Regions from separate parts of the Mus musculus genome. Here all the other regions are linked to region 1. Evidence: chromatin contacts called from public promoter capture Hi-C data. All regions are on one chromosome and are shown on one strand. The core of a region is the stretch at or near the end of the contact, and the rest is flanking DNA. Distances in the headings are between cores, read along the strand shown.

Evidence for each region. Promoter capture Hi-C pulls out the DNA fragments that hold promoters and counts their contacts. Capture Hi-C pulls out chosen DNA fragments and counts their contacts.
Region 2: a promoter capture Hi-C map of erythroid cells shows a contact between it and region 1, with 18 times the contacts expected there. The contact joins the promoter of Flicr here to the promoter of Suv39h1 in region 1. A contact is called at or near these places in 6 of 39 promoter capture datasets (embryonic stem cells, erythroid cells, liver and 2 more), 1 of 484 Hi-C or Micro-C datasets (embryonic stem cells) and 2 of 9 other capture datasets (adipose tissue and liver).
Region 3: a promoter capture Hi-C map of erythroid cells shows a contact between it and region 1, with 15 times the contacts expected there. The contact joins the promoter of Ccdc22 here to the promoter of Suv39h1 in region 1. A contact is called at or near these places in 6 of 39 promoter capture datasets (cranial neural crest, erythroid cells, frontonasal cranial neural crest and 2 more) and 1 of 9 other capture datasets (pancreatic islet).
Region 4: a contact with region 1 is called in a promoter capture Hi-C map of adipose tissue. The contact joins the promoter of Syp here to the promoter of Suv39h1 in region 1. A contact is called at or near these places in 2 of 39 promoter capture datasets (liver and neural stem cells) and 2 of 9 other capture datasets (adipose tissue and pancreatic islet).
Region 5: a promoter capture Hi-C map of liver shows a contact between it and region 1, with 3 times the contacts expected there. The contact joins the promoter of Prickle3 here to the promoter of Suv39h1 in region 1. A contact is called at or near these places in 5 of 39 promoter capture datasets (the C10 cell line, cranial neural crest, liver and 2 more) and 2 of 9 other capture datasets (adipose tissue and pancreatic islet).
Region 6: a contact with region 1 is called in a promoter capture Hi-C map of fetal liver, with 4 times the contacts expected there. The contact joins the promoter of Wdr45 here to the promoter of Suv39h1 in region 1. A contact is called at or near these places in 15 of 39 promoter capture datasets (the 3T3-L1 cell line, 3T3-L1-derived adipocytes, the C10 cell line and 10 more), 4 of 484 Hi-C or Micro-C datasets (CD4 T cells, CD8 T cells, embryonic stem cells and 1 more), 4 of 115 datasets of contacts at active chromatin or transcription factors (effector CD8 T cells, embryonic forebrain, embryonic stem cells and 1 more) and 4 of 9 other capture datasets (adipose tissue, embryonic stem cells, liver and 1 more).
Region 7: a promoter capture Hi-C map of pre-B cells shows a contact between it and region 1. The contact joins the promoter of Tfe3 here to the promoter of Suv39h1 in region 1. A contact is called at or near these places in 23 of 39 promoter capture datasets (the 3T3-L1 cell line, 3T3-L1-derived adipocytes, the C10 cell line and 17 more), 2 of 484 Hi-C or Micro-C datasets (embryonic stem cells and uterus), 3 of 115 datasets of contacts at active chromatin or transcription factors (effector CD8 T cells, embryonic stem cells and extraembryonic endoderm stem cells) and 2 of 9 other capture datasets (adipose tissue and liver).

What each region holds. Positions count from the first base shown.
Region 1 is chrX:8,072,562-8,076,379 of GRCm38.p6, reverse strand. Suv39h1 (suppressor of variegation 3-9 1) reads left to right here and starts at 1,620. Exons shown (of 6, transcript NM_011514.2): 1 at 1,620-1,836. The coding sequence starts at 1,818.
Region 2 is chrX:7,571,751-7,575,568 of GRCm38.p6, reverse strand. Flicr (Foxp3 regulating long intergenic noncoding RNA) reads right to left here and starts at 1,969. Exons shown (of 3, transcript NR_029473.1): 1 at 1,660-1,969. It overlaps Ppp1r3f (protein phosphatase 1, regulatory subunit 3F), which reads left to right and starts at 1,288. Exons shown (of 4, transcript NM_138605.3): 1 at 1,288-2,321. The coding sequence starts at 1,321.
Region 3 is chrX:7,603,839-7,607,656 of GRCm38.p6, reverse strand. Ccdc22 (coiled-coil domain containing 22) reads left to right here and starts at 2,237. Exons shown (of 17, transcript NM_138603.3): 1 at 2,237-2,413; 2 at 3,320-3,497. The coding sequence starts at 2,364. It overlaps Cacna1f (calcium channel, voltage-dependent, alpha 1F subunit), which reads right to left and starts at 554. Exons shown (of 48, transcript NM_019582.2): 1 at 487-554. The coding sequence starts at 511.
Region 4 is chrX:7,636,864-7,640,681 of GRCm38.p6, reverse strand. Syp (synaptophysin) reads right to left here and starts at 2,102. Exons shown (of 7, transcript NM_009305.2): 1 at 1,954-2,102; 2 at 759-824. The coding sequence starts at 1,989.
Region 5 is chrX:7,655,256-7,659,073 of GRCm38.p6, reverse strand. It overlaps Prickle3 (prickle planar cell polarity protein 3), which reads right to left and starts at 1,695. Exons shown (of 9, transcript NM_001290624.1): 1 at 1,574-1,695; 2 at 368-453. The coding sequence starts at 1,615.
Region 6 is chrX:7,720,319-7,724,136 of GRCm38.p6, reverse strand. Wdr45 (WD repeat domain 45) reads right to left here and starts at 1,917. Exons shown (of 11, transcript NM_001290792.1): 1 at 1,759-1,917; 2 at 217-288; 3 at 39-113. The coding sequence starts at 271.
Region 7 is chrX:7,760,629-7,764,446 of GRCm38.p6, reverse strand. It overlaps Tfe3 (transcription factor E3), which reads right to left and starts at 1,786. Exons shown (of 10, transcript NM_172472.3): 1 at 1,387-1,786. The coding sequence starts at 1,502.

The DNA of each region.
Region 1 (3,818 bases), core at 371-2,870:
CATGGTTGCAAAGTATCCTGATAGAATCCAAGTCTCTCTGAGGAACCTAACACTTCAGAAGATTGACCCATAATGGAAATGAGAAAAGATAGAGTCATTATAGGAACCCAGCTTGACTTGACCACAGCCATTTTAGTCAACTTCAGTGGTGGTAGGGCACAGGGCCTCAGCATACTTTCCAAACCTATAGGATAAACAAAGCCATTAAGATAAGGCAGGCTCCAGCTGCAGATGTAGCAGAGAATGACCTTATCTGGCGTCAATGGGAGGGGAGGCCCTTGGTCCTGTGGAAGCTCGATGCCCCAGCAAGTAAGGGGATGCTAGGGTGGTGAGGCGGGAGTGGTTTGGTGGTGGTAGGGGAGCACCCTCATAGAAGCAGGGAGGATGGAGGATGGGATAGGAGGTTTCCAGGGGGAAAATAGGGAAAAGGTTTAACATTTGAAATGTAAATACATAAAATAACCAATTTTTAAAAAAAGGAAAAAAAAAGAAAATCTAAAAAAAAAAAAAAGATAAGTCAGGGAAGCATTTCATGATAACTACTGATGCCCAAATTACTTTAAGCTGATATTTAGTGAAATGGATTTAGAAAAATAATTGATGGGCCACATTGAAGTTTGTGTAGCACGTAACTCTGTCCTCCTGCTGTGCAGTATAGGGTTTCTCATGTCTTGTTGACACTAGAGATATGAATACGTCTGTAAATCTGTAATAATTGCACTTTGCGAAATCCTGGCTCTTTCTAACTCTTCTGGTATATGTGCGTGTTACTGTGGACTGTGTACGTGTGCATACACATATGTAGGCTAGAGGTCAACAGCAGGCATCTCCCTTGATTGTGATCCATTTTCTTTTTAATTCTTATTACATTTATTGGGTGTGTGTATGTGTGTATGCAGACACATATGTAGGTCAAAGGTCAATGGTAAGCATCATCCTTGATTGATCTCATTGTATTTTTTTTAATATTAAATTTATTTGGGGTATGTGTGTATACACCTACCAAAGTGCAGGTGTGAACAGAGGACAGCTTACAGGAATGGGTTCTGTCCTCTAAGAGCAAGCTTGGGGCTCCTGTCTCCCTCCTCCAGCACTTTGTCGCTGGGTGTGGCTCTTACATGGGTGCTGACAATAATTTGTCCTGACCTAATCCCAGTCCACTTCGGGACATGGGTGGCCATTGGAGTTTGAGACGTCTCCTTCAAGGAAGATGGAGAAAGGGCTGCCTGGCTAACAATGTGATGGGGACAGTTTGAGGGAATAGCAGGCTGCCTGACAAGGGTTGTGCTTCTATGAACTCAGACGGCTGCAGGGCACAGATGGATGCTACTATTGACTGAGTGTGAATGAAGAAGCGAGTGATGGAAACGGACATCTGATGGCGGCGACCGACTTATTATTTATTTCAATCAGGTGACTGGCTGAGCACCTATATATATGGCTCTAGGTCCACCCTGGCAGTGAATGCCTGCGCGAGGTTAAAATAAATGACTGGCAGAATTGGGGTTGCACAAAACAAGCCCTTTATGACTGGCTGACGCCGCGATTGGCTAGCAATATGACTGACAAGGGGCGGGTCCTGGAGCAAAGGCAAGCTTTGCTACTGCGCAGGCGCACTCTGAATAAAGGCAGCGAGCACGGGCTCTCGAGACCACTCCTGGTGACGGGAGGAGTCCAGGCACAGCTCCGCGGTTGGTCCGAGCCGGAGCTGCGAGCGGCGAGGAGCGGCCAATCGACTGCGCGTCCCCGGCCACGCCCGCGCGCGCTCTCTTCTCGCGAGGCCGGTTAGGCCCGAATGTTGTTAGCTGTGGAGAAAGATGGCGGAAAATTTAAAAGGTGAAGCTGTGGTGCTAGAGACGCGAGCTACTGGCCCGGCCGAGTAGAATGGAGGGAAGGTGGCCGGGGCTCCAGGCCAGGCGTCCGGAGCTACGGAGCCTGGAGCTGGAAGGCCGGCGCGGCAAACGTGGGGGCCGAGAGCGCGGGCCCGGCGCGCGGGCAGGGCGGGGCTGAGGGGAGGGGGCGCGTGCTTCGGCCGCGGGGGGCGCGGGGCTGCGCAGGCCGCGCGCGGGGTTTCTCGGCCGCGCGCGGCTGGCCGGCGCGCCTACGCGCGTGAGAGAGAGTCCTGAAGGAGAAGGTTGCGGCCACGCGCGGGAAAAGGCGGCTCTCAGTGACCGTTACCCTTTCGGTTTCCACGGGAGACGCCGGAAGGGGAGGAAGAAGTGGAACGGACCCCCTTCTCAAAATGGGGGAGCCGGCGACTCTAGGTGGGAAAGGGATCGAGGCGAGATGGGGGCAGGGTTTTCGGGTAGACGAGTCTCCCCGGAAAGCGGGACTTGGTGGGGGGGCCTCGGTGAGAGGAGGGCTCGGCTCCTCCATGTGCAGGAAAAGAGGGGTGACTTGTGCGTGCTGGGCGGGCTCCTCGGCCTCGAGTAGAGCGCTGAGAAGAGATTCCACAAGTGTGAGCCGGAGCTGCGGTGGGGAGGAGTGCGGCTGCTGGCACTGCAAATGGTATTTGCAGGCCACTTCTTGGGGCTTTCAAAGGCGTTCCAGACGCAGGTTAGAGGCTCCGGGAACCGAGAGGCCTCGGAGGAGAGGGATTAGTCTCTGCTGGGCCTTGGATAAAAAAGGATCAGTGTATATGTACGCAGTGATCTTTTTTTCTTTTGAAGTGTTTGTGTGTTCTTAGGTTACCATCTAGAGCATCTTATTAGGATTGTTTTAGATTTGAGTCGTATGATGGGAGGAGAAAAAAACCATCCTTAAAAGATGGCATTGGCTACTGACAGCATACACCTAGCATCAAGTGGTTTTGTGACATATTTTGATTTTTTAAAAATGGCTTCTAAAATTACGTTGAAGAAGGGATGTGCTCTGAAGCAAAAAAATGTGTATACTTTAAATCCGCTTCTCTTGAACAATAATTTTGGTGACCAAGAGTCATTGTCGGGGCTTACCTACCACATGTATTGTTTACATGTTCCTGAATTGAGAGCAGATCCCTTCGAATTGAGTTGTACTTTTCACCCCCGAGACAGGGATTTTTTTTTTCCTTGAGACAGACTACGGCTGTCCTAGAACTCAGAGATCAGCTTGTCTCTGCCTTTCCTGGGTCTAAAGGTATGCACCACTATGCCCAGTTTAATGTAATATCTTTCTACAATCTTTATAATTACAAAACCTAAAGTCCTTTGAAATAAAAGTCTTTCTTAAATGTGTCACTAATCATGGCAAGGGATTTTTAAAAGTGAAATTATTCAGTGAGAATATTTAATGTGAAAAATCAAGGCTTTTGCTATAGATGTGTTTGCTGTTAATGTGTTTTGAGTATAGATGGCTTAATGTCCTATGCCAGGAATTCGCCTAAAATTACTTGTGTAAAATTCCCAAATGTTTGAATTCCAAAATCCAGTGGCCCAGGAGTTTCAGATAAGTGAAGACTTTATAGCAACACCTCTGTTTGTTGCCCTAGGGATTTTTGTCCTACCCTGACTCTCTTAGTTAACGCACCCCAGTCTTTTGCAAAGTGCAAAGAGCATTGCTTAAGGCTCTGACCGAAGGTAAGTCTGCAGGCAGCTTAAGGCCTTGGATGTTCTGCCAGTGGATCCCTTTATGGACGGGCCCATTGCTACAAGCGCCACTTCATCCTTGCCATTCCAGAGTTAGGGGGCCAGAGTTTGGAGTAGAAGATTCTCCCAGATGAGGGCATAGGTCCTCTGATAGGAGAACTGGACCCTTCCATGTGCAGGGAAAGACAGGTTGATGCTTCCTGGTGTGTAGGCTTATTTCCAGGTGTTGCCCTGAGAATTGAGCATTAGGGT
Region 2 (3,818 bases), core at 720-3,219, 500 kb after region 1:
AAAAGCTAATTCTTCCAAAAAGGTTCTATTTCCTATTTTGCGATTGATTCATGCAATAGTGCCAAGTCCTGAAGAACATCAATGCTCAACTGGGGACTTTAAGGAACAGTTAAGAACGTTCATGGCTAGTTGCATTGGTCACAATAAGGCTGGGAGGTGTGTGTGGTGGTGTGGGGCCAGCAGGACACACCCAGTAACTGATAGAACTGTTTTGCTTTGGTCTCACAATCCGGTGCAGTCTGGGCTTTTAGGGGCTCTGGGTATTCGTGGAGCCATGGGGAGTCATGGAAGATTAGGGAAAGGTAAAGCCATTCCCCAGAGGTCCGATCTTACTGGTTGAATGAATTCTGATTCTGCGCTCAATCACTCAATAGCTCAGGCTCAGCCTATGCACCTTCTTCCAACTCAGCCTATTTATTGGCTACTCATGCTTTCCTTCACAGCACCTACACTACCATCCGTGGGTATGAGTTCCCATCTTGCCTCCAAAGTTTCCTTCTGGCTACATTTCTCTAGTTTCAGCTTTGGTTAATCCCATACTGGCACTGTCCTTTGAGATATAACAGCCTTCACCCTGGATCCCCATTTCTTTCTCGCTCCCACCTTCACTCCTCACATGCCTTAGTGCTCCCCCCCCCCCCCGCCCGCTACAGCCCCGCCTCCATGTCTGCTCACACACAGCCTTCCCGTCTCTGTTCAGTCTCTGTATTGGCTAGATCTACCTTGTTACCACCTCTTGAAGCCATAGTGTGCGCTCACTAGACTCCTCCATTGGCTCATTGCAACTATTATCGTCATTCTGTCTCTACATCATTCGCGTGCAGTTCTCCATTGGCTGTTCATTTTATCTGTCTTACGTCTCACCGCCTACGCAACCTGCGGATCTCCCAGTTTTTGGACCTCTGGGTTCGCTCCCCGTTGCCCCCATTGCTTGTAGCCATTTCATCTTCCCGCCGCCTACCATGCCCTTCGTGCTCAGACTTTCCCACTAATTGTCATACTCCTGCTGCTACATCTTCGGGCCCGCATTAACCCTACTCAGGCCTCTCCATTGATTCCGTTATCATCCCGCCTTCCATCCCGCCCACGCGCGGGCGTCCTCATTGGTTGCTAGCTTCTCCTGCTTGTCAATCACCTGTACGTCACTCCCGCGTGGCTGTCCATTGGCTGTTGGCCGTACCTGTCTCTAGCTCACCGCCTACGCTCCACTGGAGCCCCACCCCCCTGTTCTGGCTTTCTCATTGGCTGCCCGCCTTTTCAGGCCCTGCCCCCGCCGGTCCCACCGCCGGTGCCGTCGGTGCCGCCGCCGCCGCCGCCGATATGGCGCGCACGGCCCCTGTGGAGCCACCGCTGCGGCATCCCGCGCCCCCGTCGCCGGCTGCGGGAGAGCCCCGCGCCTCGGCTGAGGCGGCGGTGGCCCCGCGGAGGGTGCTGTTCGCTGACGAGGCCCTGGGGCTGCCTCTGGCGCAGCTACGCCGCTACCGGCCGTGGGGCGGGCCCGGGGCGGGCAAGATGGCGGCGGCGACCGGGCAAGATGGCGGCGGTGGCGGGGCTGATGAGGAAGACGATGGCGAGGATGGGGATGAAGGGGAGGAGGAAGAGGAGGCTTTTCCCGATCCCTCTCCGCCGTGCCCCGTTCCCGCTGGCGGGGGGTTTTACCTGGTGCCCACATTTTCGTTGCCGCCCGCGCTGGGCCGTCTGGAGCGGTTGGGGCGCGTGATGGTGGAGTTGGAGGCGCTGCTGCCGCCTCCTGGAGCGGTTCCCGGGGGTTCCGGGGTGTGGGTGCCTGGGGGACGCCCGCCAGTGGTGCGCGGGTTGGTGCGCGTGCTGAACCGCTCCTTCGAGAAGGCGGTGCACGTGCGGGCCTCACACGACGGTTGGGCTACCTTCTGCGACCACCCAGCCCGCTATGTCCCACGCAGCCCGCCTGGGGCAGGAGTGGGAGGAACAGGAGCAGGAGATCCCCTCCTGGATCCCGGGCTAGGCCTGGGCCCTGGCCAGATGTCAGCCTCCTCACCCGACGACGGTGGCTGCACTGACCGCTTTGCCTTCCAGCTGCCCTTTGCTGAGGGCGCGAGCGATGGGGCGCGCCTCGACTTCGTGGTGCGCTATGAGACCCCCGAGGGCACTTTCTGGGCCAACAACCATGGCCGCAACTACACTGTCCTGCTCCGGATCGCACCCGCTCCCACACCCACTGATGCCGAAGGGCTGCCCCAGCAGCAGCAGCTGCAGCAGCTGGAGCCACAGCCTGAGTGCCAGGGTCCTGTGGAGGCTGAGGCCAGGCAGCTGAAGAGCTGCATGAAGCCGGTGAGGCGCAGGTAATGTCTGCCAGCGCCACCTCCACCAACACAGGGCTGGATGTAGAAGCCTCCCATCCCAGCACTTCCCCCTCCCCCAGGCCTGCTCTCCAGGACAGGCAGGAGGGTGCATTCGGTCAAAGAGTAGTGCAGGCCAAACATGTGCTAGGCACTGTTTTAAATTCTGGGGTATCATCCATTTATTGAGTTCCACTATAAGGCCCTGAACAAGACAGACACCTTCCCTGTCCCCAACCATCCCGCAAAGGCTCCTCTGGGAAACAGAATGCAAAAGCAAACAAGCAGATAAGATAAATAGGGCTAAGGTTAGTGCTGAGAGGAAAATACTGTAAGGCTCTGGAGGGAGTGGCTGCTGCAGACGTGTTGAGGGTGAGCTCTTGTGAAGAGTCCCAGACGGTGATAACGAAGAGTTATGGACGAGCGAGTTGGTAGAGTTTGGACCAGGTAGGACTCTTTCTGAGGAGGTGGCATTTAAACTTGAGTCCAGAGTGGTACGGAGCAGTGATGCACATACAGGGGAGGTAGATGTAGATAGTGGGGACAGCAAAGTCCTGAGGTGGTTCTGGGTTTCGTATGACTGTCAGCCAGTGTGCTGGAGTGGAGAGAACATGACGTGCGAAGGTGTGGACTAAGGGTCTCCCGGCGTGGGGAGTCAGTCTGATTCCTATCTGCCACAGCAGGAAGCCAGAGTTAGAGAAACTGGTTGAGGAAGTGGTGGTACTTGGCTTTTTAGTTTCAACCATTTCTGGCTTTGAAGTCTATGCATCCTTTTTTTTAAAAACTGTTCCTCTGGTAGTCTGAGGCCTCCAGTGGAGTTTAGGGAGCGAGGCTCTATTCTCACATAAAAACATTAGCCTTGGCAGAGGCGGAAACAGATGAGAAGCGGACTTGAAGGTCACATCGCTCTTCTTTTTTTTTTTTTTTGCACACCTCTTGTAAACTGACTGATATAATGCTTTTCTAGGTCTTTACCAGGGCTATACGTTTGTCAAGGGCTCCAGCTAGGCCTAATGCCCGGGGTCAGTTAGAGCCCCTATGAAATGCATACATTTTCCTGCTCCTATGAGAAATGGGAAGGGGAGGTTGCCCTTTTGTCCCTTCGAAGCTGCATGATGGAGCAGGGTGCTGTGGGATCTGCTGGTTGTGGTAAGGGCTTAGGCTGTGAAAGGTTTAGCTCTTCGTGGATGGACCTTGAAGCATTTAGATTCTGCCATTCGATTACCTGGGTTCAAACCCTAAGCCTGCCACTTTTTAGTGTGACCGTATCCAATTCTTAGCTGCATCGTGCCGTAGATAAACACCCTCATCTGTAAAACAGGAAGTTATGGCACAGACCTCACGGGATGAGCAGAAGCACTCAGGATCGAGCCTAGTTCCAAGTAGTGCCATAGTGCTGGTAATTAGCATCGAAGCTTAGATGCTCACTACAGTCCATGTATCCTTTCCCAAACTCAGCTTTGTTGTGTACTCTTGTCTCAGTTTCCTCATTGGTCAGAG
Region 3 (3,818 bases), core at 988-3,487, 470 kb after region 1:
CTGTGCTGTTTCTGGACAGCCAGGGAAATCACTCCATAGCAGTACTGGCGTCTAGATGTTAGATGACCTTCAAGTTCATGATAAGGTCTGTAGCTATCATGCGGTTTGGATTCTAATGTCCCATGTGGTGGAGGTGGGGGATTGTCTTTTGGTTAGCAGGGTTTAGATTAAGGTTTAGTGTGAGGCTGGATTTGGAGTGAGTGCTAGGGTCAGGATTGAGTCTGGGTTTCATTTGGGAACTAAGGCTATGCATAAGGTTAGGGGCTATTGAGGATAACACATAGGCTAGGTTGTGCAATTGAGATTGGGTGACAAAGAAGCTCTTTTAAGGGGAGGCTAGGACAGGAAGAGGGGGATGATACTCTAGTTCCCCAGAGACCTCTCTGGGAGTAGGATCCAGGTGGGCAATTGGTAGGTGAGAGGATGAGGGTGGACCAGAGCCCAGGGTCACTTCAAGGGTCTTCAGGGGTGGATGGCTTCTCTCACCTTTCCCGACTTCAGATTCCGACATCCTCCTCAGGAGATATAAGGACCATCTGCACACAGTCCTCCCTCTCCTCTCCCAGCCTTAGAGAGATTAAGGTCACGGGGCGGGGAAAAATGGTGTCAGTTGGGAGGGTGAACAGGGGGAGCAAATGGGATATTTGTAGGTCTGAGATTGGCAAGGGGAAAGGCACTGGTTAAGTGTATAGTAAATCGATATCTGCACCAAGCAGGCAGAAACCAAAATACGAAAAAAAAAAGGTATAATTTTCCAATAGCATATAACACTTGAGGTACATAGGAAAAACCTAATATATATATATATTTATCTCTAGGAAAAAAGTCAGATAGTAAATATCAAAGGGACATAAAATGGAGAAATATGTAACATTTAGTGATGCTGTAAAGTTCCCCAAAGTGATCTTCTTGGCATTCTGCATTAGCTATACCAAACAAAATCTCAGCATAGTTTTCTTTGGAATTGACAGTCTTTGAGACAAATGACAAAAAATAAAAACAAAAACAAAAACAAAATACCAAAACACCACCACCAACAACAAAAAACCCCAAAACCAAAAAACAAAAAAGCCAAATCCATTTTGAAAAAGAACAAGACAACAAGATGGGAGGGCTTGCCATATATGATATCAAGACTCATTGTAAATCTACAGTAATTAAAAATAGAATACAGTCAGGGGCGGTGGTACAAGCCTTTAATCCTAGCACTTGGGAGAAAGAAATATTATTATTACAATTTTGAGGCCAGCCTGGGCTACATTGCAAGATTTTGTTGTCTGAAAACCAAACCAAAGCAAGACAGGATAGCACAACGAGAGGAGAAAGAGAGAGAGAGAGAGAGAGAGAGAGAGAGAGAGAGAGAGAGAGAGAGAGAGCTTAGTTCAGAAACTGAGTCAAGTATGTGATGTGTATGTGTGATTATGACAAATGTTAGCACTACTGGATAGTAGAGACAAAAGAGGCTGTTCAATAAGGAATGGTTTCATAAGGAGGTGATCTCCTTCTGTAGCCCAATCTACACTTGGGACAGGTGCTGAGATTACAGATGTTTACCACTACGCCTGGTCTAGTAATTCTTTGCTTTTTCCATCTATTTTGTGTGCATGATAGTGGTACTGCTGCACATGTGTAGATGTCAGAGGACATTTTGTAGGAGTCCATTCTCTTTTTATGTCTCTTGGGTCCCAGGGAGGATCGACCTCAGTTTGTTGTGGTTGGTGGTTAAGTAGGTTTACTCGAGCAATGACGTTTGTTTTATTTATTTAAAATCTATTTATGATCCTTTTGTGTGTGCTCACGAGCATAAATGTGTCACAGTGCACACGTGGAATTCAGACTCTTATCAAGTCATTTCCTGCCTTCCACCATGTGGATCTCAGGGAGAGAACTCAGGTTGTGAGGCTATCCTGAGTCACATCCCCAGTCGTAGCAATTATGTCTTAACCCTAGGAAGAAGGTATTATCCAAATTCTCACTTTACAGATGAGGCTAGCAAGACACGGGGGAACAGTCATTTTGTACACGTATAAACTTTTATAGCTTGGAAGATGAACGTGTCTTATAAATGAAAATTTTTCTCTGTCCTGTCTCTCAACTCCCCAGCCCATTTCCTTTTTTTTTCCCTTGGAGGAGACCATGGGACTACAAGTGAAAGAACTACAACTTCCAGGAGCCATTACGTAATTCACACCCCGCCTCCAGCGCCGCTGCCTGCGCAACGCTCACTCCTTAGAACTACATTTCCCAATGTTCCTCGCGCGGCACGTGACTCTCTGTCCTCGCCGCGCCGAGAGCAGCGCGGAGAGCTCCAATTTCTCTGATCTGGTCCTAGACCCAGCCCCGGAGTTAGAATTAACTCCACCATGGAGGAGGCTGACCGAATCCTCATCCATTCCTTGCGCCAGGCGGGCACGTAAGTACGCAACCCCCAGTCGCCTCCAATTGCTCACATCCGGGACTCCAAATCCTAGGACCCCCATTACCCGGGAACCTTAAAATGAAGACCTTGACACCCAAAGGCCCAAACTTACAGGATTCCGAAGCCTCTCCTCCTCCTCCCTGCTTACACTCTAACATCATGACTTTCCTAAATACTTTGATGTGGACATTGGGTAAAACCTCGAGGACTCAGACACCTTACAAACTGAGACCTGCATATGCTGGGATCCTGATATCTAGAGGTTCCAGGACACCCACACCAGGAAACTGATAACACAGGAGTCTGGCACCCAGAGTCTCCAGAATTCCTGAGACTGGCAACTTGATCTTCGAACAATAACTCCTGAAACTCCCAGGACTTATCAAAATACCAGGGCCCTACATTCTGACAGTAGCAGCACTTGGTAACACAGGAACACAAAGGATGCACTATTTGAGGGACCTAAAAGTCCTTGATGCCAAAATTTAGGATGCCCGATTTTTTATTTCTATTTATTGACCCTGACATTTGAGACTTCTGAAAACTCCAGCCTCTTCCTATGTAGCTTTCCCAAACCTCGTAGATCTAGGAGGCCTTGCCATGCAAAGAACAATGTCCTGGTGCCCAGAAATATGGAGACTGTGCCACTTGGACCATTTTCACTTTTGCAGATCCCAGAGGTTGGAAACTTTGAAGTGTAGGGGAGTTTGAGACTTTTCTGAATTCAGGTCACCCTCATTCACCGAGGTCTTAGGACTAAGTAAAGGTCATAGTCACCAGCACCCAGGATCTGTTGAAGCCTTGGTTGTTCCCTGCCCCGACCTGGATTCTAGAGCATTCCCTCTCTAGAAGTCTGTACTTTGTTTCCTAACTACTCAAGCCTGGTGCTTTCCTTTTTAGGGCAGTTCCTCCAGAAGTGCAGACTCTGCGAGCTTTCACCACTGAGCTGGTCGTAGAGGCTGTGGTCCGATGCCTTCGAGTGATTAATCCTGATGTGGGCTCTGGCCTCAGTCACTTGCTACCACCAGCCATGTCTGCCCGCTTCCGCCTGGCCATGAGTCTGGCCCAGGCCTGCATGGTGAGTGCCCTCCTCCCAGTGTGCACACTGTCTTCCTTCCTTTTTCACAAAGTCGCCAAGTTCTTTGACACTTGCCTTCTTCTCTGTCCCTTTGTATAGCTAAAGCTGCTGCCTCTGTAGCCAAACTGTGTGACTAGTTCAGACCCTACCTAGTTCAGTTCACGCTTTCTGTGTGACCCTAACTGTTCTATGCCTTCTCCTTATTTGTGAAATGGAGATGATATAATGAGCTTGTGTGGATTAAATGAGCTGATTCGGTTTGTGCTCAGGCTAATGTTAACAGCCACCTTCTAAGCTTGACATCAAAATCTCACTCCACTG
Region 4 (3,818 bases), core at 853-3,352, 440 kb after region 1:
TCTCTCTCTCTCCTCTCTCTCTCTCTCTCCTCTCTCCTCTCTCTCTCTCTCTCTCTCTCTCTCTCTCCTCTCTCCTCTCTCTCTCTCTCTCCTCTCTCCTCTCTCTCTCTCTCTCTCTCTCTCTCTCTCTCTCTCCCCTCTCTCTCTCTCTCCCTCTCCCTCCCGCGCCTGTTTCTTGCCCTGCTTGTCTGTCTGTTAAGTCTTTCACAAGGTCTCTCTGGTTCTCTGGCTCCCTTGTGCCTTCTGTCTGTTGCCTTCTGTTTTCTCTTTTGAGATTCCTTATATCTGTGTGTGCCTTTCTTTCCCCTACACATTTTCCTGCTCTGAGAGCAGCTCCCTGGCTCTCATTTCTTTTACTCAGCACTGCCATTACCACCGTCCCCTGCCTCTCATACTCTGTCTCCTTGGCTGTCTCTGGATTTTTCTGGTTTTGCATCTCTCTTTCAGCAGTCAGGGCTTCAGGCTCCACCTCCCATCCTTTCCTCCTTTAGTTCAAGAGAGGAGGTAGAACGTCACACTCTGTCACTTCACAACAGGGGTACCCACGGCCTTATGTGACGTCATAGCCTTCTGTTCCCTGTCCTTAAATCCCTGGGACCTTACTCTGGAGCCCAATTCCCTCATCTCCTTCCACCCCTGTCGTTCCACCCACCAGTTCAGTAGGACGCCTCCTGCCTCACCCCTCTGTTTTGCTGGAGCCCATCACCACCACCATCTCCCCCTGTACTTCCCCCACCTATAGCCCGGACCACACTCACCCACTGCAGCACCTTCACGAAGCCAAGGGGCTCCTTGACCACCCGGAACTGACCCCCAGCCACCAGCTGAGGAGAAAAACAGTGGGGAGGGGAAGGGGTGTGGGAAATAGGGATGGAAGTGAGGGGCCAGGCTGCCAAGCAATGATCCCTGGGGATAGGACATGTGACCCTCCGGGAGTGGGTGACATATGGAGAGGGAGTGAGGAGGAGAAAAACGACACTTTGGGGACGGAGTAAACATCAGGGTCTCAGCAGCCCCCCACCCCCAGGGCTCAGGAGTGGTGAAGTGTGAGGTGATGAGTCACATGGCAGAGGAGGTTGGGTGTAGAAAATAGATGGGGGTCCAGACTAGTTAGCGAAGGAAGGTCTGAACTGCTTAAAGGTGAGTCAGATTGGAGAAAAGGTTGAGTGGAAGAAGATGGGGTTCATTAGAGTGGGGGAGGGGGCACCAAGTGCTGAAGGTGAGTCACAACAGCAGAGGGGAGAGGTCTGCAGTGGTAAAGGTGAGTCAGATGACGATGGTTGTGTCTGAGGAGATGGGGATGGGGAGGGGTCGCTACCGGTTAGGGAGAAAGCCGATTTTGAGGTGACGAAGAAGAGGGAGATGGCGGAGGTGATCTCTTAAGGTGGGAAAGAGCTGGGGGCATGGGTTTACTGGACATGCGCTGAGAACGAGGAGTCTGGGGTTTTTTGGAGAGGCAAAATTGGATCGTCCTCCTCTAGATCTGCTCCGGGGGTGAAAGGGTCGTCATCTACCGGGGTGCATTCTTTTTGGGAGGGGCGGGTGCCAACCCTCCCCCACCCCGCCCCCACACCTTCTGTCGCTCTATTTCCTAGCTCATCTGCAGCCCCCCGAGTCATTTTTCATTATCCCCTCCCCTTCTCTACCCCTTTGCCCTCTTCCTAGACCCGAATCTCTCTTTTCCCCCTCCAGGTCGACAGTTCTTTTGGGGCATCTGGAGGCCCCCTCTGCGGCAGTGAGGACAGCCTTCGCTGCGGCAAAGAGCGCACTCCTTTTCTCCACCTCCCCCTTTCCCCTTGCCTGCTGCAGACCCCTAGCCCCAGCCCCAGCCCCAGCCCCAGCTCCAGCGACCGTATCTCTGCTCCCCTCGCCACCACCTCTCAGGGTTCGAGGGCCAAAGCCACCCAGATTTCTGCAAGCGCCGGGCTCTGTCCACGGTGCTGGAGCGCGTACCTGATTCACCACGTCCATGTCTGCCAGCAGCAGCATCAGCAATGCGGGGGGCGGAAGGTGCCTGGTAGCAAGGGCGGGCGCGGGGAGCGGCGGGGGCGGTGCGCGATCGTCGGAACAGCCCAGTCGGCGGCAGCCACGCCCCTTGCACCCTGCCTATCTTTTGAGCAAGCGCCTGCGCACCATGGCTCCCCCCCGCCCCATACTCCTCGCCCGCCCCAACTCGCCTGCGGCCATTCCATTCGGGAGGCTAGAGACTCTGGGTCTCTGAGCGAAGGGTCCTTTTAGAAAACAGGTAGCTCTGGGGGAGGGGGGTGGTAAGAGGACCGCTCAGTTCTACCGGATGACATTTTGCCAACCTGAGTCCTGTTTGTTAAGTGTGTTCTCTCATTTAATCCCTATGTAGCAGTGACTATTAGTCCTGTTTTTACAGATGAGGAAAATGAGTCTCCAGAGAGATTAAGTGACTTGCACAAGGTCACACAGCTAGGTAATGGCAGTGTTCAGAGTCCTTGCAGTTTAAACGTCTCCACAGTTTAAAGACAGTTCAAGGTCTAGAGGGTTCCTTTTGGAAAACCTGCATTTTAAGCACATCCAAACTCTAACCATCTCATTTTTTTTCTCTTCTTCTTGGTCAAATTATAGCCGACTATATAGTTTACCTTCTGTTTATTCCTTGGCCCTCTTTTAAAAATCCATGTATTTATTGTGTGATAGCTCCCTTTCTTTTAACAATACATTTATTTAGCATAGAGAGAGGGACGGAGGGAAGGGGAGGGGCAATCCTGTATAAGTGTGAGGAGAGGACTACCTGCCAGATAGGTTCTCTCATCTCACTGTGTGGGTTCTGCTGTCTCTTAACAGACTACTTACCTTCTTTCATGATACTAAAACTAGGCCCAGCACCCTCAGTGATGATTGCCATGTTACAAAATGCAAGGGAAAAAATATAGTTGAGATTAAAATCACCATTTTATACCCTTCTGTTGCTTGAATTTGGAAACATTTGACTGGATACCATTTATTTGTTTGTTTGTTTGTTTCTTTCTTTTTTTTTTTTGAGGCCGGTTTTTTTCTGTGTATCCCTGGCTGTCCTGGAACTTACTTGGTAGCCCAGGCTGGCCTCGAACTCAGAAATCCGCCTGCCTCTGCCTCCCAAGTGCTGGGACTAAAGGCGTGGGCCACCATTGCCCGGCTGTATATTTGAGATAGGATTTCACTTAGCCTGAGGCTGGCCATGCCTTTCCCAGGCAGCTGAGGATGACCTTATCCTCAGCTTATCCTTTTTCCTCCCCTGCCCAGGTGCTGGCATGTTATCTCTGCATCATGTGAGCTCTGGCTTTTTTTTTTCTCTGAGACAGGGTTTGTCTCAGTAGCCTTGGATGTCCTGGAATTCACTCTGTAGATCTCGGACTCATAGAGATCTGCCTGCTTCTGCCTCCAAGTGCTGGGACTAAAGGTGTGCGCCACCACTGCCCGGCTAGCTCTGGCTTTTATACTTTTCTTAACATTTAATTATTTACTGTGTGTATGTGTGGGTGCACAAGTCGAAGTCAGAAGACAGCTTTTGGGAGTCAGTTCTCTCCACCACATTGGTCCTGTGGATCTATCTCAGGTCTTCAGGCTTGGCCATCACTTTTACCTTCTGAGATATCTCCCTAGCCCCTGTACCTTTTATTTTATTTTATTTTATTTTATTTTATTTTATTTTATTTTATTTTTCTGAGACAGGGTTTCTCTCTGTAGCCCTGGCTGTCCTGGAATTCACTCTGTATAGATCAGGCTGGCCACGAACTTATAGAGATCTGCCTGCCTTTGCCTCCAAAATGCTAGGATTAAAGGCATGTGCCACCATGCCTGGCTCCCAT
Region 5 (3,818 bases), core at 446-2,945, 420 kb after region 1:
AACCTCTCCTGAAGAAAGGTCTCTAGGTTATGTGTAGGGGGAGAGGGGACACAATTGGGAGTCTGTGGGACTATGGGCTCTTAGACTTTGGGTGCAAGGCCACTGGGTATGGGGGGAAAAGTTCTGAGGCTAAGAAGGGAGGGGCCTGTGGACGGGGCTAGAAGATCGCTCTAGACATGGGACTTAGACTTGAGAGAAGATTCTTTTGGGGTTCAGGGCTGTGGAACTCTTCTGGGAACAGGTCTCTTGGGAATGAGTCAGGGGCGGGGCCCTGGAAAGAACTTTGAGGCTTCTTTCCCAACTGAGCTCTCTGTGGGCGGAGCTCAAGCAATGGGGCGGATCTCTGACAAAGGCTAGGGTCACTTACCTCCAGCCATGCAGCAGGAAGCCTGGGCACTGTTCCCTGCAGGAATTGCAAGGCTGGCCGCGGGCAGGGTCCTCTGCCTCTGGAGGCTGTGGTGGGTGGGAGCAGATGCAAGAAGAAATAAGGTGTGGGAGGAGGGAGGAAGAAGTCAACGCCTGCTACTCCACTCCCAGGCTCACAACCGCAGGCTGGGGCCTGTCTTACTGGGGGCAGCGCTGGGCAGGCTGAGACCGCGCCTGGAGCGCGGGGGAGGAGGAAGCATTCAAATCAGAGGCAGGGCAGCTGAGACTACTTTCCTGTATTCCCTTTCCAGGGAATTCTTCTGTCTGGGCTGGTCTGTCCCTCTTTAGTTCTCAGACAGGTCTGTCAGAGAGAGAGTCCTCTACCTACTAGAGCAGAGACCCTAGTCTGGGCATTCCCTCCCAAGTCTCCCTTCAATATCCAGGGCTCCAGCAGCACTCCAGTCCCACAGGGCAGGCGTCTGAGAACCTCTCCTTTCCCTGGGATCCCTCATGGACTCTGGGCAATGCCATTCCCTCAGAAGTTCTCCCGCCCCTCCCCCAAACCCTGGCTCCATCTCTCCTACCTGAGGACCGCAGGCCATCCCTGCTCCATTCAGAAAGCCCTAGCCCAAGAAATCTTTCTCTTTACCCGTCATAGTTTAGGACTACTCTCTTTTTTGGTCCAGATTCCACCTTTCTTGGTTAAAGATCTTTCAAAACAAGAGAGACACCATCCTATCTAGGAGGTCAGCTTCCAGACTCCGATGGAAACCTGAAATTCTTCTGATCCTAAATCTTAGTTCATTGACTCTTGGTACCCAGGGATGAAGGACCCCCACTTTCACTCTACAGTCCTTCAATGTATGAGGTCCCTTAATCAGACACTCAGGATACCCCACTCTTGCTCAACCTCAAATCTCAAGCCCCTATTCTTTTCACCTTTCAGATTAATTCACAGATAAGGGGGGCATCCCCAGATTGCAACAGTGATAAAAGTATGAGGCGTGTTAGGGGCTTGAGCCACCATATCTACACGTTTTTGCATCCAGGATTCTACTTCAGTCTCTGTGCCCCAGTCTGGGAAAGCTGGGGAAGGGAGTTCCCAGATCCTCCCTTAGGGTGCCTCCCCTCTGTCCCGGTGCCCTGCCCCCCTCGCCTGGATCTTAGTTTACCCCTGACCCCCACCACTGTCCTGAGCCCTGCTCACCGCACGCCCAGAGCGGCGCCTCCGGGACCCACGCGCGAACATGGCGCGCCCAGACAGATTCAAGCACGGCTGGTTCCGACGAATGGAGTCGGCTGCCACGGCGCGTCGGGCCTGGCAGCTCTGTTCCGTAAACTTGACTTAGTGGGAGGAGCACGCTTTCTAGGGCCCGCCCCACGGCCTGTGTAGTGTCTCAGTCACCCTGGTGTCCCCTATCTAAAGGTGAGTGCCTTGCTGGAAAGCCCATTATTGGCGTTCATCCCAGGGCTAGAGCCGGAGCAGACTGTCAGAAGGCTGAGCCTTCAGTATCCCTCGGTGCCGCATGGCCTTTAGTGTTGGAAAGCCGGAAGCAAACGGTTTGGATGTGGAGACATGGTGAGAGTGTTACACTAGAGTGCTTGTTTCTAAGAATAGGGTCTTGAAAGCTTTGGGGGACAGGGGTCAAAGCCACCTCTTGGTCCCTTCCCAGGTTCTCTTTTCCCGGGGTGAGCGTTACAAGGACCATCCCAACTTCATCTTCAGTGGTAGCTGGTGTTCTGTGGCGCTCAGCATCCTGCTAGATCTGTTCCATTTTGGTACCAGCATAGTGGGGTATTCCTGTGACAACCTGACCATGTTTGGGGGAGGACTGTGGAAGGACTTTGGAACTTTGAGCTAGAAGATCCATTCGGTGTTAAAAGCTCTGTGGGATGTTGTGTAGGAGGCTGGAAGATAATGTTGAGAACAGTGCAGAAGATGGAGGTCTGGCTTGTGAAATTCCAGAGAAGATTAAAGACTCTTTTCAGGGCCATTGCTGTTTTGATTGTGAAGATTCTGTGGTTTTAGTTAGTTGGGGCTGAAGAATCAGCTGTGATTAACAAGATACCAGAACTATTAAAGGGAAAACTTTGAAGCCGGGAGTGGTGGCACACGCCTTTAATCCCAGCACTTGGGAGGCAGAGGCAGGTGGATCTCTGAGTTCGAGGCCAGCCTGCTCTACAAAGTGAGGTCCAGGACAGCCAGGGCTATACAGAGAAACCCTGTCTCGAAAAAAACAAAACAAAAACAAAACAAAGAGAAAACTTTGCATTACTGGGACTACTGATGCTGGTTAGCTGGAGCTAAGAAATTAGCCGTGATTAAGAAGAGACCAGCATCACTGAGGTGAAATCTTCTGGGAAGTGTTTTCTGAGAGCACAAAGAGGCTGTGTTCCAGAGATAGCCAAGGTTGTACCTTGTGCTGTGGCTGGACTTGGTAATGTGTAAGAGTCACCCAGGTGGCACTGGTTTTGTAGGCATGAAGGGGTCACGCAGAGCAGCTGAGGCTCGGCACTGAGAGAGGCCATGGGGCCAGTGGTGAAGGTGCAGCCTCAGTTGCAACTGATGGCCCAGGACAGAAGGGGTCATGCAAAGGAGTTGAGGCTTGGCACCATGAAGAGAGCCTATGAGAGGCTGTTGGTGAAGCCTAGTTACAGCAGAAGACAGTAGTGTTTGGAGATGCCAGTACCATGAGATGACCATTAAGGACAGCAGCAGCAGTGGAGTCCAGGCATCTGGAGCCTAGAAGACAACGTGTGTGCTACAAAGGGCATGGCTGGAGAAGTGACCCAAGCCCTTGGAGGAGCCCAGAAGATTGTGAGTTGGATCCCAGACATTGGATGGTTGGAGATTGATTTTTGCTTTTGATTGTGACTGTGCCCTGATATTTTTCCCTCTTGAAGTATTTTAGTGGAGCCCACAGTTAAGAGACTTTTAATTTTAAAAGATACTGAACATTTTAAAGGGATTGAACTTTTAATATGCAAAGACCGTGGGACTTTTAAAGTTATTTAGATTTGGGGGATGAATAAGAAAGTAAGGGTTGGCCAGGTGGTGGTGGTGGCGCACGCCTTTAATCCCAGCACTTGGGAGGCAGAGGCAGGCGGATTTCTGAGTTCGAGGCCAGTCTGGTTTACAAAGTGAGTTCCAGGACAGCCAGGGCTACACAGAGAAACCTTGTCTCAAAAACAAACAAACAAACAAACAAACAAAAACAGAAAGTAAGGGTTGAGGCTTAATAGTGATGTGTTTTTGTGTCAAGTTGACAAGGGGTCAATTGTACTGGCTGGTTTTGTGTGTCAACTTGACACAGGCTAGAGTTATCACAGAGAAAGGAGCTTCAGTTGAGGAAATGCCTCTATGAGATCCAGCTGTAAGGCATTTAGTGATCAAGGGGGAAAGGCCCCTTGTGGGTGGGTCCATCTCTGGGCTGGTAGTCTTGGGTTCTATA
Region 6 (3,818 bases), core at 668-3,167, 350 kb after region 1:
GCCCTTCTGCCCACTGCCCCACCGCTACAGCCACTCACCAAGATGCCCCTTCTCCATAAGTGGCTCCACATTGTAGATCCGGACGCCTGTCTCCATGGCGCAGCAAAAGCAGCCTGGGGATGGAAGGAATCAGTCGGACTCCCGTATTCTGGGGCTCAGAGTCATCCCTGGCCCTTCTTTTCCTTCTTTCCCACAAAGACACAATCATAAGCTTACTTTGGTCTTGGTTGAAATGTAGGCTGGTCACACCTCGAAGTGGCTGCTGAGTCATGATTCAGGACGGCCTTCCTAGGCGCAAGAAAAGACAGCATTGTGAAGAGTTCCCCAGTGTCCTCTCTGAAGTCCTACAACTTCTGTCCCCCAAATCATTTCTTCTTCCTCACCACTTGGTCTATTTTGTTTTGAGATAGGGTCTTGCTATGTATCCCTGGCTGTCCTGGTACTCCCTATGTAGCACAGGCTGGCCTTCAATTCCCAGCAGTCCTCCAGCCTCCACTTCCTGAGGGATGGGATTATAGGCGTATGCCACCACGCCTGGCTTCCTCCCCATTTTGATACTTTTCTTTGCCAGACTGTAAAAAACAAAAACAAGTGGAGGATACCTCAGAGTATCTGTTTAAACCAAGACCACAGGCAGAACGTATCCCGGCCCATAATGACAAAAAGCCTCATAACAGGCACAAACACCAAGCATGGGGTAATGGGGTAGGGAATATCCCATGGTACCTCCTCCCCCCTCCCAGCCATTCTTAGCTCTAATGTTTGATATGACCTCAAACCTCTCTACAAGCTATTCATCTGCACACCGGCACCCAACTCCACCTGTCAATAAATAGTGGAACAAAAGCTAAGGTTTCAAAAAAAAAAAAAAAAAAAACAAAAAAAAAAAAAAAAAGCTAAGGTTTCCTGCATCTTCACTGCCGTGAATGGCCCATCACCCACAGAACTGCCCTCCTCAAGCCCTTCTAACTTTACCTGGAGGCTTATTCGCCTCCAGGGTATCTCATTTACATCCTCCCATGCAGCATACTTTCCCCAAACCCTTCTCTCATATGACCAACTCTCAAGGCAAAGGCAAGCCTGAGAACCCCCTCCACTCCCTCTACTTAAGTCCTAAAGACCAATCCACACCCTACCCCACACCCGAGGCATTACTCTGACATTCCAAATTCTTCACATGTGACACATTCCATTCCCTATACTGTCTACCCACGACCCCTAAGCTTACACAATGTTACTCATGAGTCCCCTCCCCCTAAAATTTGTCCCTTTTGTCTCCATGCTATCTCTTGAAGGTTCTGCCCTAGGGCACGCTAGCCCCACCCCCTCCCAAAAAAAAAACCCATATCCTGCCTAGGAAAACCTCAACCTACCAATGCTGCTGCTGCTGCTGCTCTGACTCCCTCCCCTAAACATTCCTGCCCTAAAAACCTCGTCCTTTTTTCAAATCCCATCTCTTCCAAGACCTCTCTTCAGGCACACCTATCAGCTAAGATCGCAAATCTACTTTTCTCGCGTAAAACTTGGGTCTTGCTTCTACATGAGCCATACTCTGGAGAGCACTAGCTTCCAAGAGCCCTTTTTAAATCTATGCTCCAAATGCCCACACTAACGAAGAACCCTAATTGAAACGCCTCACCCTCTCCCAAAAGCCATGATCCTTTCCAAGACAGCACCGACTCAAGCCCCCATATCCCCAGCCATCCATCACCTGTCAAGACCTCTAGTAGAAACACCCAACCCATGACCGTGACCAACCCTTGGATCTTGCTCCAGATGCGCGTCACCTCTGCCGACTTGATCACCCCTCCCCGACCCCTGCCCTAGCCGTTGGTGCCGCCTGCGGCACAAATTTCTGACCTCCCGGGCTTTGGTGCCCAGCTCTGCTGTTTACATCAGGTCTTACTTCCGGAGGAGGGAGTCTGTGAACGGAAGTGACTCATTCTGGGCAGAGACTCCAGCCAGGGCTCTTCTCACCCACTTGGCGGACCTGTGGAGCATCCCGAGCAGTAGTAGAGTCCTCCGAGGGAAGTTCCGGAAAAAGAATGAGGGCGGATTAGGGGACTGGAGGCACAAAAGACTGCCCAAAGGCAGGACTGTCTAAGGGAACCCGGGAAAGGGCTTGCCCCCACCCCCAAACGGAAGCGGGCCAAGCATTGAACTCGTTAACTCACGGAGAGATAGAGGGGCAAACCTCCCAGGCTAACGAGTTCTCCGAGTTGGGCTAGAGTGGCTATCAATGTTTGTTTACCTTGTGGCTCTGGGTGCTCCTGGCTGGAATAAAAGATCTTGAAAGTTGAGATCAGCTTGAGTAGGGGAAAGATAAGAGTGGAATTTTACTTTCTTTTCCCCACCCTATTCCTAGCTCTTTACAAAAAGATCCTTTGTTACCGTAAAATGTGAGTGCTCCGGGCGTGATTGCTCACACACCTGTAGTGCTAGTAGTTGGCGAGGGACAGTCGAGGTTGTCTTGGGCTACATGAGGTCCTGTCTTTTTTAACAAAAGCTACAAACAGAGAATGCTTACATGGAAACACAAAAGGCCCCAAATTGCACACTGGAAATATTAGAGTGTTGAGATAAGTGCAATATGCACGACAGTTGTGAGAAATAATAAACGAGTTAGTACTGGCTGTTGAAACAGGATCGGAGGGTTTGTGCCATCCTGAGTTACAAAAAAAAGTCAATAAAAGGGAAAGAAGAATGGGGAACTACCTTGCATTTACCATAATCAGAGCCATAATAGTTAACACTCTGCTTCTGTCTTTACTTATTTTAATTTTTATGTTTTTTTTTATTTTTTTCGAGACAGGGTTTCTCTGTATAGCCCTGGCTGTCCTGGAACTCACTCTGTAGACCAGGCTGGCCTCAAACTCAGAAATCCACCTGCCTCAGCCTCCCAAGTGCTGGGATTAAAGGTGTGCGCCACCACAGCCTGGCCTAAAGACCTTTAGTCTTAATCACCCCTTCCTTTCTATAGTCCCTCCTCTATACTGACCTCCATACTTAATCCTTCTGTTGTAGTTTCCCCTGTTATCCCTTTATATGATTCTATTCTATATCCCATATCCTTAGAAGATTCCCTCCTCCCGGCTACTGTACCATTCTTTAGCTGTGCATCCACAGGCAAGTTGCTGAATCCCACTGAGCCCTGGCTTCCTTACCTATCAAATGTGTTAAACAATAATCACAGCCAACACTCCCTTTCTTTGACTGTTTCCATTTCTCTGTGTGTGTGTATACATGTGGTGCATGTGTGTGTATGTATCATTTTGCATGTGTGTGTAGGCACACATGCATGAGTATGTATACATGTGGGGGCCCAGTGTTGACATTGGGAACCATTCTCAGTCACCCTTGTATTTTGTTCATTGAGGTGAAGGCTTTATTAATGAAAGGAGAAGTATCAGCTCAGGACCCAAGACCAAGTTCTCAGCAAAAAAGATTTATTTATCCCAGAGGGGCAGAGGGCAGGGAATAAGAGACAAAGACAAGAGATAGAGGAGGGAGGAGCAGGGGAAATGGACCAAGGAGAAAGCCAGACAGGCGTTGCATATAGGAAAAAGGAGGTCTATAAAGGTAAAAGGGGAAACCCCATGTTAGGATGAGGTGTTTCATTTTAACTGGGCCTGTTAATTAGGGGAGCCAAAGGGCCACTTTTGATTGCTGGATTTCAACAGTTGATAGCTTGACCTTGTTAATCAGCATCAGGAGGAGGAAGTGGATAAGTAAGGAATAGACCTTGGGGACTAGCTTTAGGAATGGAATCTAATGGTTTTTAGCAAGGAAGAGGGAATGAGAAGGGCAAGGCCTGCCAG
Region 7 (3,818 bases), core at 537-3,036, 310 kb after region 1:
ATAGCTCCGTGGTACAGCTCTTGTCTAGCAAGTGCGAAGCCCTGGGTTCCACCCACCGCATCCCCAAATAATATGCACCCTTGAATTCAGTCAAGTTTAGAATCCACTAAGCTTGTGACTCCGCTCAGTACAAAGTCTTTCCCCTCCCCAGCGATGGTCTTCCTTCCTCTCCTTGCGCAGATGGGGCTCTAAAGCCACCCAGGAAGTCGGGAAGAGGAAGCTCCGAGAGTAGCTGAGTTCAGCACAATCCCAGGCAGAGAGGAGGCAGCCCCCCTCCCATACTCACACACACCACTGCACGTTAAGTTGAAAAAGGTGGGGGCTGGAGAGGGCAGGGCTATGGACAAGGAAGGCCTGGAGCTTCAAAGCAAGGCTGATGGAGGTGAGAGGAGCCGAAAAGGAGAGACTGAGGACCCACCCAGACGGGAATGGTGCAATCGGTACTCACTCCAGCTCTAGAGACTGATTCAAGATTACACCCGGGAACTGAGAGACCGGCTGGGAGGGCGAAATAAAAGGAAGAGGGGGTGTGTGGGTAGGGAGTGGGCAGGGCCGGCTTGGCTGCAAGGCTAGGGCGAGTGGCAACAGAAACAAGACCCTCCTCTGGGCTTCCATATAAGGCTCTAGGCCTCCCCCCAACCCCCCACGCCTAAAAAGTGAACTGTATCTTTCCAGTGTGCCCTGCCGCATCACATTTTATCACCCATTGGATAAGACAAGAGGGGTTTCCACTATCTCGGCCTTTCTGTACAGACGCCAGCTGAGCGGGGTAGCAACAGTGAACCGATTGGGCCCAGCAAGTTGCTTCGCTCAATTATTCACACACACTCCCGGCAGATCGGAGACCTCCCCCTAACTCCTTTAGACTCGTGCTATTCCCAAAAACACAGCACCGGCTACTGGGAATCACTAGGTGCCCCAAATAACACCTCTGCCTCCCTGAATTTTCCCCCCACACACACTAAAAGGGGGAGGGGGGAAACCCCAGGATTTCCTTAAAATCAGTGCCTCACCTGACAGTATGTATGCCCTCACATTCATCCCTCCGCGACCGAGTCAACAATCCCCAATTCAGCTTTTAATCAGTTTCCAAGTTCAACTACAGCAAACCAGTTTCTGTATACTCCACGATCTGCCCCGCTAGACCCAGCAAAGACACCCCCCCAAATATGACTCTGCCCTCCTCACGCACTCCCACTACTCCTGTAAGCGTCTATCCAAGCAGATCAGTACCAGATTTCTGAGGCGCCCACCCAAGATGGGCACTCCGACGTCCTTCAAGCCTAGGCCAAGAGTCTCCAACCCCAGTCGAGGACCCCCCGTGTCCTGAGATGAGTCCCCGGGGAACCTCAGTTGTCACTCCCGGCCCCAGAGGTGGCCCCGCACCTGAGCAGCTGGGCCGACTCAGCTGGCCTGCGCTCTTCCAATAGCAGGAACACGGCTCGAGGGCCCTCCGCGCTGGCCTCTACGGCGTCCCGAGCTGGCTCGGCTGCATGAGACATGACGCCCGGCTCCGGGCGAGCCCTGCCAGGCCGGTCGGGCCTTGGCCCGGTCCCCCTAACAAAATAAGAGTCCCCCTCCCCCTGTTTGCCGCTGCCTCCTCCGTTAAGCCATGGAGCTAGCACTGCGTGGGCGGGCGGCGTCGGGAAGATGGGATGGGCCGTGAGTCATCACCCGCCCTGAACGGACCGACACCCCCCAACCTAACCCCGAACGACCGCTCGCCTCCCTCTCGTCCTCTTCCCCCTCCTCCTTGGGCTGGGGAAACTCCACAGGAAGTGACCACACTGGGGATGGAAGTCTGGTTGGGCCATACCTCCTGAGCAAGGCAGCCAGTTGCAGCCGGGAGATTGGAGAGCCCGCCCTAAGCCACGACTTCGAGCGGTAGGGAACACCGGCTTCGGCCCGCCCTTCGGAAAAGGGCCTTTAGGCCACGCCCCGGGAGGCGGAAGCAAATAGGAGAGGAGTGATTTGGTTGAGCCACGCCTTCATTTTTACGTAGCTTCCTGAGCCACACCCCCTCCCTCAAATTATCCACACCATCCTCATGCCCCCCAGCCCCAATCCCCATCCCCAGCAAGATATTAAGCTGAGTCTTGGGTTTTCTGCACCTGCGTGGAAAGTCTCCATGCCAAGGTTTTTTTTTTTTTTTTTTTTTTTTTTTAGCGGAACCATGCCGGCTCTTAGCCCTGGATCTTCCCAGCCCGCACCCCAACTTCTTGGTACCCATGTCTTCTCAAGCCACTTTGAGTGAGGCACCGACATTCCTTAAAGGTGGTGCTGAAACCCTGCCCTTTTGGTACCCACAGTCCAGCCACGGAGCTGGTCTTCCAGAAAGAGCTCAGCCTTTTTTGTTGTTATCTAAAGTATTTGTTGTACTATGATCGTTGTACTACGCAATAGACGGTCAATGAAGCTTTTGACAGATGGATGAATGAGTGGACGGATGGTAATTAGATCTGGTTTCCAGAGAATGACTTCTATAATCAAAATGAACTATTTGAATAATGCAGAAGACCTGCTCCACTCTGCGCCTCCACGTTCCTGCCCTGGCAAATGGGGCCATAAACTGTGTTGGCAAAGTTATGAGGATAAGAGATATATAAATAAGGAAAAAGGCAGGCAAGCTGTTTTGCATACAAGAAATTTCCCAACCTTAATCGATTTGCTCACTTGTTTGCTTGATCAATCATTTAGGAGGAGCCTGTGTGCGGCAGATAAATGCAGGGTGACGCAGACACAGAAGTTCCACTGACACCAACAGGTACACGTAGTTCATAAAACACCAGAGCCCACCACTTCTCCCATCCTACTTCCCAGCATCCTGAGACCATCAGTTGGAGCAGGAGAAAATTTATGACAGCGGGTGTGGGAGTATGGTGGGACAACTCTGTCATCACAGGAGGAGGGACATGAACAGCAGAGAATTTGTTGGTCCAGATCATCCTTAGCTACACAGTGAGTTGCAGAATGGTCTGAGATACGAGTACTCCTGGAAGAAAAAGCAAGGATGCAGGCTGATGAGATGGCTCAGCGGGTAAGAGCACCCGACTGCTCTTCCGAAGGTCCTGAGTTCAAATCCCAGCAACCACATGGTGGCTTACAACCATCCGTAGTGAGATCTGACTCCCTCTTCTGGGGTGTCTGAAGACAGCTATGGTGTACTTACATAGAATAAATAAATAAATAAATAAATAAATAAATAAATAAATAAATAAATAAAAGCAAGGATGCTCACTGGGCTTGCACTAGAGCTAATCTCACTCCCTTGGCTTTGTAAATATGCACATTTCTGCACAGACATGACCACCTCACAATGGGGACCCTTTACAGAAGAAAGGTTATAGTTTTAAGTTACTTTTGAAGGCTTCAAGACAGGAGCTACTTTTGTAGTTCCCGCTGGCCTGGAACTCACTACAGAAAACCACATTGGCCTTGATTTCTCAGAAATCTCCCCTCTTCTAAACCCCCAACCCCCAGAGAAGGGATTGAAGGCCATCCACCCCCAACACTACTCCAGGCTACTATTTTTTTTAAGATTTATTTATTTATTTTATTTATATGAGTACACTGCAGCTGTCTTCAGATACCTGAGAAGAAGGCATCGGGTCCCATTACAGATGGTTGTGAGCCACCATGTGGTTGCTGGGATTTGAACTCAGGACCTCTGGAAGAGCAATCAGTGCCCTTAACTGCCGAGCCACCTCTCCAGTCCGTATTTTTTTTTTAATATTTATGTATCCATCTATTTTTCTAGGGTATGTGTGTGTGTGCCTGCCTGTATGTATGTGTACCACATGCATGTAAGAGCCTGCGGA